Regions from separate parts of the Sus scrofa genome. Here regions 2 and 3 are each linked to region 1. The links are chromatin contacts, called in public Hi-C maps. All regions are on one chromosome and are shown on one strand. The core of a region is the stretch at or near the end of the contact, and the rest is flanking DNA. Distances in the headings are between cores, read along the strand shown. Region 1 has its middle 240 kb from the start of ONECUT1. Region 2 has its middle 230 kb from the start of WDR72. Region 3 has its middle 280 kb from the start of WDR72.

Region 1 (3,529 bases), core at 609-3,108:
TAATCAGCTTTATTCCATCTAGATGGTGGTACCATCAACTGAATGAGCTAGTGGTATAGGTATCAGAGTCAGACAGAAATGGGTTTATATCCTGGCTCTCCCACTTAGCTGTTGTAGCCTTGTGCAATTTTCTCATTTCCCAAGATTTTTCTCTCTTCTGTAATGCAGGGATAATATTACCTATGTTGTAGTTTTGTTGTGAGGATAAATGAGATCAGGTTTGTAAAAAATGCTAAGGAAGGACAGCATGGCAAGAAGTAAATGCTCAGGAAAGAGAAGCAAGTGTTATATGATCTTTATTACCAGAGACAAGAGAAGTCATTGTTTAGATTATAAAAGTGTGAGTAGTAAATATGCTGAAGAATCTGTAAAGCGAGGGTAGCCACAGTCTGTGAAGATTTCTATCACTTGCATAAACAGAATTTGAGTGTTCAAGACTGGTCACAAGATCTTATGGAAGAGTCCCAGGGAACTGGACTGTCCAAATCTTTTTATCCTGCCAGAATGATTGCCATTATAGAGTCTATGTCAATCTCAACAACAAAACAAGTTACTAACAGTGTAACAAGTTGGCCAATCAAATAGATATTGAGTAGATATTTGACTGCCAAAATATATGATGCCAAGCCATTGGTTTGGCAACTGTTTTTTTTTTTTTTAACTTAATTGACTGATTTTTATGGGTTGAATTGGTTGCCATTACATAGATGTAGCCACCAGCCTGGCGGTATATATTTATATAAGAAATGTGTATTTAACTTATGGTAAAGGGACAAATAAGAAATTATAGCAAAATGATAGTTATTAAATGCATGCCAAAGGCTTATCAAATATTGGCTTGTCAAAGACAAGCAATTGATGTTGGGAAGGGATGTGGAGAAGAGAAGGAAATACATCGATAAGTAAAATTGGTTGCTACTTTCCAACTTCCAGCCTATTGGATTTATCCCATAAATCTATCTGTTCACAAATTGTTGTTACAGCTATAAACTATTGAAAATGTTAATTGATTGGTAAATTGATTCTTTATGTTCAGGATTTTCTTTGACAAGAAGAGCAAACAAATGCTGGATAATTTCTGTTTATTTTATTCAGGGTCTCATGGTTCTTTATCACATTTATTCACAATAGAAAAAAATGAAATAAATTTTGGAAATATACCAGGCCCAGATCTGTGTTCAAAAATAAATTACTGCTTAAGGGGCTAGAAGACAAAGTGATATTACGTGGTTAATTTGCTCAGTTATGAAAGGACCTCCAGGGTATTGGGTTATGAAAAACAATGGTTATTTTGAGAGAAATTGGAGCCAAATTGGGTGGATTTTAAACACTTTCTGACATGTTTAGTATTGGATGCGATGTCTAGGTTGTCTAGGGGGTGGGAGGCCCTATCCCATTGTCTGTTCTATCCACTTTGGGGAAATGCTCTTTCCTCTGACTCTATTCTGAACATGGGCATTTCTCTAGATTGCTTTCTTGGAAATGGCAACAGAAAATGGTAGCAATAATAGGTTTTTAGGTGTTTGGCAGTGAATCATGCCATTTTATAAATTCATCTCCTTACACTTTATTTCCTTGCTGGGAGATAATTTAGACGAATGTCAGCAAGGAAAAAAGAAAGTGATTGGTGATTCCACCTCCCTCAGTAAGGCAAATTCCTAATTTTCTGTCTTTTATCTTTTGCCATTCTTTTGTGCTCCTCTTTGGCCTTGTCAAAACATATCGTTCAGTTAGAGACTAAAAATATTTTCCCATCGATTGGGGTTATTGATTTTTTTTAATCTGTACTTTGGCTTGAAGAGCGCGGGTGAAGGGTGAAAGTTCACCAGCTTAGTCTGCCGTTTTATCTGGACAGCAGAAGAATGTATTGGCAGCAGATTTGATTTACCTTGTTGGGCAGTTGTAGACACTTCAGCCACTGAAGACAATCCACTAGCATGTCCTACTGTGGATGCCCCCCCCCCTTTTGGGATACAGAAACTCCTGAAAAATCCCCCTTCCCATTGATTTTATCTGCTTCCAAGGCAGAATATGTACTTTTTCTTTTCCTTTTTAGGATTCCAAATTAGGCCTTTTTGTGATGTCATGGTACTTTCTGGACTCATAGTAAATAAAGCAGGATTCATGTGTTTGCAGGGGTTTGGCTACTCTTCACATTTAGCTTACTTGGATCATGCTCATTCATGATGTTACAGCAAAATCTGATGTGATTGGATCAAATTTTGAGATCTCCCATCTCCCTATTACAGCTGGTCAGACGCATGTGCTCAGGGCAGTGTTTGACTTCAATTCTAGGTCCTAAGATGGCATGTAAAACTTCCTAATGAACTCCAGGAGCATGGAAGGTGATGCCATAGCCATTGTCAGAGAGGAAGAACAGTGTCATGACTGAAAGTAGGGCTTCTTTCTATTAGAATCCCAACCTTAGTGCTTGCCAGTTGGGTGGGCCTGAGAAAGTTGCCTAAACGCTTGATGCTTAGTTTTTTCATGTGTAAAATGGGGATAGAAATTGTACCTGTTTCATCAAGTGGTTGTAGGGTCATGTGTATAAACACATATAAAAGTCCTGGAATAAGGCCTGGTATGCTGAAAGCTCTCAGTAAATGTCAACTATTACTGTGATTATTGACAAGGGGTGTGTGTTTGTGTGTGTGTGTGTGTGTGTGTGCATGTGCGCACACACGCAGGTGATAAGAAACAAAAATTCACTCGGAGGAAGAAAGAAAGAACTGACTCTTAGTATCAGAGATTTTGAGTCCAATGCCACAGTTGGCTTCCTCACTGCTGCCATAGTTCTGACCATGTGGCCTTGACCACTACGCTGGTTCCTTCTTATATTGGGTGTAGAGGATCTAGGGTGAAACCTGAGGTGGCTGTCAGGTGGGGCTGCTGGGCTCACCTTGCTCTGTGGAGAATCTGTATTTTCAGATCTGCCATAGTATAGCTGGGGCACTTCACTCTCACTTTGGTCTTTGCATCCAGTGTGGTAGCATTCTCAGAAGAGGGAACATCCCAAGGTACCTTGGTGAAAACATGCACTAAAACAGTATTAATGTATTAAAAAGAATGAGCTGTGGGAGTTCCCATTGTATCACAGTGAAAGTGAACCCGACTATCCATGAGGATATGGTTTGATCCTTGGCCTCGCTTAGTAGGTCAGGGATCCGGCATTGCCATGAGCTGTGGTGTAGGTCGCAGACGAGGCTTGGATCCCATGTTGCTGTGGCATAGGCTGGCAGCTGCAGCTCTGATTTGACCCGTAGCCTGGGAACTTCCATATGCTGTGGGTGCAGCCCTAAAAAAAGAAGAAAAGGAAAGAATGAAATGTGTCACTGAACAGGAAGAGAACCAGTACAATTAGTCAAACTCATAACAAATTTACTTGACTGGAAGTGGTTTGGAAGGACACTCAAAATGACTAAATTCATTTGACTGTTTTTAACCCTTTAAAACAAGATAGATTCATGCATCACGAGTGGTTTAAAGCTATAGCCACAAAGTGACAAATAGGTGCATAAAGACAGAAGCA
Region 2 (3,529 bases), core at 294-2,793, 510 kb after region 1:
CATGGTAGATTGCAATTAATCCCATCTATATATGCTTTGGGAGTCTAACTGGTAAATTCAGCAAAAGATCTAGCCCTAGCCCACTGCTTACAAAGTGACCGGCTACTAAGGGTTTCTAGGTAATTAACACAAAGGTATTTATACATTAATGCTGCAGTTGTGATTAAACTTATTGTTTCTTTTTAATCAAATCAATTATTTCCTAATTTTTTTAAATGGTGACATTCTTGCTGTTGATTCTATTAGTTTCTCCCAAATGAGTGGAAGTTGATAAAATAGTTTCATGCTTTTCAAATTGTAGTTCTCATACCCCTAGTGAAAAACTGGGGACCACAGATAAGACATGCAGTTATAAAAGACTCTAAATGATTCCACAGAATCTAAGTACAAAGCCTGCAGGTGTACAGACTGCACTGTAATATCTAAATTCTTTTTACACAGCTTACTAGCTATGTGACCTTTGGAAAATTACCAAGCTTTCTATGTTTTTGTTTCCTCATCTATAAAATGAGACTAGAAACTGTCTCATAAAATGGCTGTTAAGATTAAGAAACAATGCCTGAACAGTTTTTTTTTGTTTTGTTTTTTTGTTTAAATAAATTGAATAAAATAAAAAAGAAATTTATTGAACTCCACCATTAAGTTCAATTAATGGATTCAGTTACCATAGAGTTTCTGTCCAACTATAAGAATTTTTTGTCTACAAAATAGTTAAAGCTTTCTCTTTATTTCCTTTCCTATTGTATAAAATTTAAATATCCATTTACCTTTGATATCTACTGTGCAAAGAGGTTGTAAAGTACTTAAGCAAAATACACCCCAGAATGTTCAGTAAATGTTAGCTATTAAAATGTTAGGGGGAGTCCAAGATGACAGCATAGGAACTCATCCTGAACTCATCTCTTCCCAGGGACACACCACATCTACAGCTATATATGGATTATTTTCCTCTGAAAAAAATCTGAAAACTAGATGAACTGCTGTCTTCAACAAGGGATAAAAGGACTGTATGATGACCCGCCCCTGGGACATATGTAAACAATAGAGAAGGATCGCACCAGATGGGTGCTTCTCCTGGAGGAAACTGGTTGCCGCCCACATCAGGCATCGCAGCCCCTGGGATTTGCACTGAAGAGACAGGCCCCCCAAATGTCTGGCTTGGAAAAGCAACAGAGCTGATATCCAAGGGACCTAAGTGCTGTAGGAAACTGAGATTCCCCTCTCCAAGGGCTTGTATGAGGTCTCACTTGGCCTGAGACCCAGTGAAAAACCCACAGTTTGAAAGAAGCCTAGACTATATGTAAAGGAGATTCATTCGCTAATCTAAAAAGGATTGGCTGGAGAAGTGGAAAGCAGTCAGAATACTCCCTGGTGACAGAGGCTTTGGCAAATGCTATCATTGCATCCTCAACCTAACCTGATGGCAGAAGCCACAAGCTTAAATGTGGCACCTTCTGGCCATGTTTCTAAAACAGGTTGGGGAGGGCACTCAGGTCAGGTACTATCCTGCTGCCTTGCTGAAGCCAGACAGGTCAGGCAGTTGTGGCACTTCGTTGCTCCTTGGCAGGGGGCAGTGAACAGGAATAGGGGCAGCATTATACTGCCCTCTAGCTAATGTCCGTGCACATGGGCAATTGTAACACTCCAGGACACTCCCCCACAAAAAAAGGCAACTTACTGAATAGGAGAAGATATTAGCAAATCATATTTCTGATATGAGATTAACATCCAAAATATAACTTAAAAATTTTCTGTAACTCAATAACAAAACCACGAACAATCTGATTTTTTTTTTTTTTGAGGATCTGAATAGACATTTTTTTTTTTTCCAAAGAAGGCATACTGATGGCCAATGGGAACAGGAAAAGATGCTCAACATCACTAATAATCAGGGAAATGCAAATCAAAACAACACTGAGATATTACCTTATATTTGTCAGAATGGCTATTATGAAAAAGACAAGAAATAACAAGTGTTGGTAAGAATGTGGAGAAAAGGGAACCCCCCAACGCTGTTGGTGGGAATGTAAATTAGTACAACTACTATGGAAAACAGTATGAAGTTTCCTCAAAATGTTAAGAATAAAGCTCCCATATGATTCAACAATTTCACTACTGAGTATCTATCTGAGGAAAAGTTATACACTAATTTGAAAAGATATATGCACCCTGTGTTTACTGAAGCATTGTTTATATTAGTCAAGATATAGAAAAAACTTAACTATCCATAAACAAATGATTGAATAAAGAAGATGTGGTATATAGATGTGAATAGATAGGTAGAGATATAGGAATACTACTCAGCCATAAAAAATAATGAAATTTTGCCGTTTGCAACAATGTGGACAGAGCTCAAGGGTGTTACACTAAGTAACAAATCCCAGGCAGAGAAGGGGAAATATCTCATTACTTCCCTTGTATATGTAATCTAAAGAAAAGAAAACAAACAAACAAAAAAAAACAGAACAAAATCCCACACTCATAGATACAGAGAAGAGTTTGGTTGTTGCCATAGGGAGGGCATTTGGAGGGAGGTGAAATGGGTAAAGGGGATTAAGAAGTACAAACTTCCAGAGATAAAAATAAGTAAGACATGGGGATGTAATATACAGCATGGGAGATATAGTCAATAATATTAAGTTTATAAGGTGACAGATGGTAACTAGATTTAGTATGGTGACAATCTTACAATGTATATAAATGTTTAATCACCGTTTGTACACTTGAAACTAATATAATATTGCATTTCAGTTGTACCTCACTAAAAATCAATTTAAATAGAAAATAAAATTTTACATATTTAGCCAACATAAATGTGCATGCATGCAAAATTTAAATGACTTTTTGAAATAAACTTCAAGATGTCAGAATTTCATATTTATTGTGCGCTACCTTGAGACTACTTTTGTGTACTAGTTTTTTTCTTCTGAGAATAGTTTGGTAAATTTTTGAGAAGTGTAGATATAGGTGGTCTTCCACGCCACTGAACAGGTATGCAGATATAGAATATCTTTGACCAATACTCATAGATGCTTTCCAAAAAATCTTATGAATAGCTACAAACCCAATATCATTTTCAGCTGTTTAGTTTAATAATCTTACACTCACTAATCACATATTGCACTCATTAATCATGTTACAAAGGAAGACCATTAATAGCTGTGACCAGACATGCAGAAAAATCCCCTGCCTGAAAGTCACACCTGCTGGATTACTGTGTACACTGGTTATGGCTAGCTGCGATAGGATAGCATCAAATGGGTGACCTCACTGCAGAGTTCAGAGGAACCACATAACCTGGGTAATTTCCTGGGCTGTGCTCCTGAACAACCAGAGAGATACAAAGTTAGGACCACATACAGGGCAAAAGAGATGAGACACTCAAAGATGCCAGATAACTCTTTTTGTAAATAAATTCAGTACACCAACACTTGCTATAATAAAATTAGTAAGCTGAGAATTTACCCACTATACCAGATTAATTGAAGTTCTCAATTTTAGTGATTCCTTAGTATTTAGTTTTCCTTTT
Region 3 (3,529 bases), core at 683-3,182, 450 kb after region 1:
TATAGATGAGGTAACTGAGTGATGAGGAATGATAATGACAACTAGAATTTGTTGAGGACATCATTGTTGCAAGGACCATGCTAAGCAGTTAACATCCAACATTTCCAGCAATTTCATAACAACCCAATGAGATGGTTATTTTGTCCACCTATGAAAAATGAGAAAATTAAGCTTTAGGGAAAATGGCAAACTGTATAAGGTCATAGCACTCGTGAATGCCGGGGCCAAGATTTAAACCCAGGTATGATTCCAAAATACACACATCGGAGTGATTAGTCTAGGGTTGTGGAACCAGCAAGGGGTCAGGTTGGAACCTGGGCCTGATAGTTCTGACCCCAATCTGGTTCCTTTTTCATTGTCCTAGTCTGCCTGCAACTTTCAAAGATAGTATAGACATTTAATTTCTTTTTAGTTTAAATGAATTGTTTCTATATTAAGAATAATTTTGGTCTGTGTTTACTTTAGTGATTTAAAATCTTCTTACATACAGTTATAGTCTAAATAGAAACATGACAAACCTCTGTGTCTGCTACTTGCTTATAGAATGGTTGCAGTTTCTTTGGAGCATGCAGATATAAAAATGACTCAGTAGGGTGTGATCTTATGTCTATGCCTTGCAAGTTGAGAATCATAACAAGGCCTATGATAATTAAATACTGGTAGAGCTCCAGAGGCATAAAAAAGTGAGTTATGGAAAGAGTAGATCACAGGGATAACAAAGAAGGGGCGGGCCTGACTAGTATATACCAGCCTTCTTTCCTTTGGAGGTCTGCAGTGGCCTCGCAGTGCATTTCAGCACAGAACTCCAGGCAGCTAGACCATGGTTAGCCCTAGAGAGGAAAGCTATTTGGCATCCTGGACTGTGGAGTGGGAGAGACTTAGTTCCCAAACCTAGAAGAGCTACTCATTGGCTGAGTGGCCCCAAGAAAGTTACTTAACCTTGGAACTCCTCAGTCAGGTTATTATTCAATAGAGATAATGAAAGTACCTTCTTTCCAGAGTTGTTGTGAGGGATAAAATAAGATACATGCAGCAAAGGATCTGAATCAACATTAATTATCCTTGAAAAGAAAGCAGAGACAATCTCTATTTAACTTTTTTTGCAATTAAAAAATCATCCAGAAAATAAAAAATAATAAAGAAGACTCCAATATCTCTCCAAATATACATTTTTTTAAATTTATGGGCTTAATCAGAATAATTATGAGTTGTGGCGCTCCTGTCATGGCTCAGAGGTTAATGAATACGACTAGCATCCATGAGGATGCGGGTTGGATCCCTTGCCTTGCTCAGTGGCTTAAGGATCCAGCGTTGCCATGAGCTGTCGTGTAGGTCACAGATGTGGCTTGGATCCAGTGTTGCTGTGGCTGTGGTGTAGGCCAGCAGCTACAGCTCCAATCAGGCCCCTAGTCTGGGAACTCCATATGCTGAGGGTGTGGCCCTAAAAAAAACAAGACAAAAAAAAAAAAAAAAAAAAAAAAGGAATAATTCTGAGTTTTCAGAGTTTTTTTTTTTTTTTTTTTTCTTTTTAAATGTGTGATATCATCAGTTCATGGGATCTAGTGTCAGCCAGACTTAGGTTTGAGTTACATTTCTGTGGTCATTTACGTGGTAAGAGTGAATTGCTTAACTTTGCTAAACTTCAATTTCCTTGTCTATAAAACAGGGATAACATTACCTATATCATGAAATTATTATGAGAGTAAAAAAAGGCAAAGCATATATGCCATAAACCATTTGGTAAATATTCATTGTAAACATTCCTGCAAGGCAGGTCCCTAAGGGGCACCTGTGTACATTCCAGTGAAAGGAGACATCTGGCCATGACACTGCACTTTGAGCTTGTCCTGTTTTGCGTGGCCATTGTGCTAGCTCCTGTTTACCAAAGGCTGATGAAGTTACTCAGTTCTTGTCCTTGACTACTTCCTGGCCCTTGTGCAATATCTCCTGATTTGAGGTTGGGTTCCTGCATATCATGTAACTGGCCACAGCAGAAGTAGTTATGCTTTAACTTCCTTTAGTACTCAATGTTATGAACTATCAAGTGGAAAGAGACTGAAGGGACTAGAGGTCAGGGTTAGAGAATATCAGGTATCCTGTTCTGCCTGATCTTTTGTATTTGATTCAGTAATTACTGATTACCTACCATATAGCAGACTCTAAGGATATAAACAGGACATGTCTCCTACCTCAGGGAGCTTAGAGCTTGGTGATGCTGTGAGAATAAGTTTTCACTTTTATGAACAGTTACACAAAAATTAAGCTAGATATAACAATTCCTTCAAAAAAAAGTGTATTAAGTGTTCATATGTCAACTTCAAGGAGAATAAAAGTATGTTTACTCAAAAGATCCATTGAACTTAAAGAAAATAAATATTTCTTTAAACAGAATTAAAAGGTACCAAGACAGGAGTTCCCTCGTGGTACAGCAGATTGAGGATCCAGCATTGTCCCTGTACGAGCTTGGGTTACTGCTGTGACACAGGTGCAGTCCCTGGCCTACAAACTTCCACATGCTGTGGGTGTGGCCAAAAAAAATCTACCAAGACATATGCACACTTTAATATATGTGTATAATTTTTATTAAATATATATGAAAGTTGAAAATAAAAATTTTTGTCACATACATGTGTACATGCCATAACTATAAAGCTCAGTGACTTTTCACAAACTGGACACTTATGTAAATATTATAGAGATTAAGAAACAAGACCTTACTGGCACTCTAGAATCTGTCCATCAGGCGCTTTCTGGTCTCCACCCCCACGGTAACCAATATCTTGTATTCTAATAAGATAAAATATATTTTTATATCTTTATAATTTATATAAGTAGAATCACATATTGTGGTGTGCAGATCTTAAAAACATTTTCCTGTCAAATTTCAATTCATTATTTGATGGTTCTTTGTTAATCTAAACCAGCCAAGTATGATCCACATGAGGCATATACTTGGAATAAAGTATTCTCAGGCTTGTGTAAAAATCGCCAACTCTTTCTACAAAGGATGATTCATTTGTACCTGAATGTCCTGATCTTGGAGGTTATACTTCAGAATGTGAACTCATTCATTAGAGAATGCTTTATTTGATTGAAGGCCAGGTACTCGCTTCCCAGCAACACAGCTTAAGTAAATGCCCAACTCAGACAGTCAACATTACTGTCTCAAAAATCTTTCATTCTGACATATTATCACACATTTGTCATTAGGGAACTGCATATTCACATATGTCCATAAATATTTGGTCTTTGTAGACCCAGGTTGACCTGCTTGAGAATCAGAAGGGGAAAAAAAATCTTATCTCTGTCCTTGGAAAAGGTACAATTAAATGAAGGGAAAGTTTGAATGTGGTCTCTGAGAGACTTTGTTTCCCTGAAAACAAAATAATTTTGCTCTAGTCAATCAATAACTCTGCTTGGTAAATGTGAATCTTAGGCTCAGAAAGAGGTTATCAGCCATAACATTTCTTAACACTTTCATAATGTTATCAGAAATTAAAAGGTAACATTTATCAAATATTTACAAATT

What was found. A called contact is a pair of places that touch in the nucleus more often than the background predicts.
Region 2: a Hi-C map of liver shows a contact between it and region 1, with 2.5 times the contacts expected there. The contact joins two enhancer-like sites. A contact is called at or near these places in 2 of 47 Hi-C or Micro-C datasets (epiblast stem cells and liver).
Region 3: a contact with region 1 is called in a Hi-C map of liver, with 2.3 times the contacts expected there. The contact joins two enhancer-like sites. A contact is called at or near these places in 3 of 47 Hi-C or Micro-C datasets (liver and skeletal muscle).

What each region holds. Positions count from the first base shown.
Region 1 is chr1:118,675,635-118,679,163 of Sscrofa11.1, reverse strand. No RefSeq gene overlaps it. Among named protein-coding and RNA genes, the nearest start is that of ONECUT1, 240 kb to the left of the region's middle. Within about 2 kb of position 1,858, at least 2 of the 83 cell types and tissues checked have an H3K27ac peak or open chromatin away from gene starts, as enhancers often do. A contact at or near this core is called in liver, where this site is marked.
Region 2 is chr1:118,169,880-118,173,408 of Sscrofa11.1, reverse strand. No RefSeq gene overlaps it. Among named protein-coding and RNA genes, the nearest start is that of WDR72, 230 kb to the right of the region's middle. Within about 2 kb of position 1,543, at least 2 of the 83 cell types and tissues checked have an H3K27ac peak or open chromatin away from gene starts, as enhancers often do. A contact at or near this core is called in liver, where this site is marked.
Region 3 is chr1:118,228,499-118,232,027 of Sscrofa11.1, reverse strand. No RefSeq gene overlaps it. Among named protein-coding and RNA genes, the nearest start is that of WDR72, 280 kb to the right of the region's middle. Within about 2 kb of position 1,932, at least 5 of the 83 cell types and tissues checked have an H3K27ac peak or open chromatin away from gene starts, as enhancers often do. A contact at or near this core is called in liver, where this site is marked.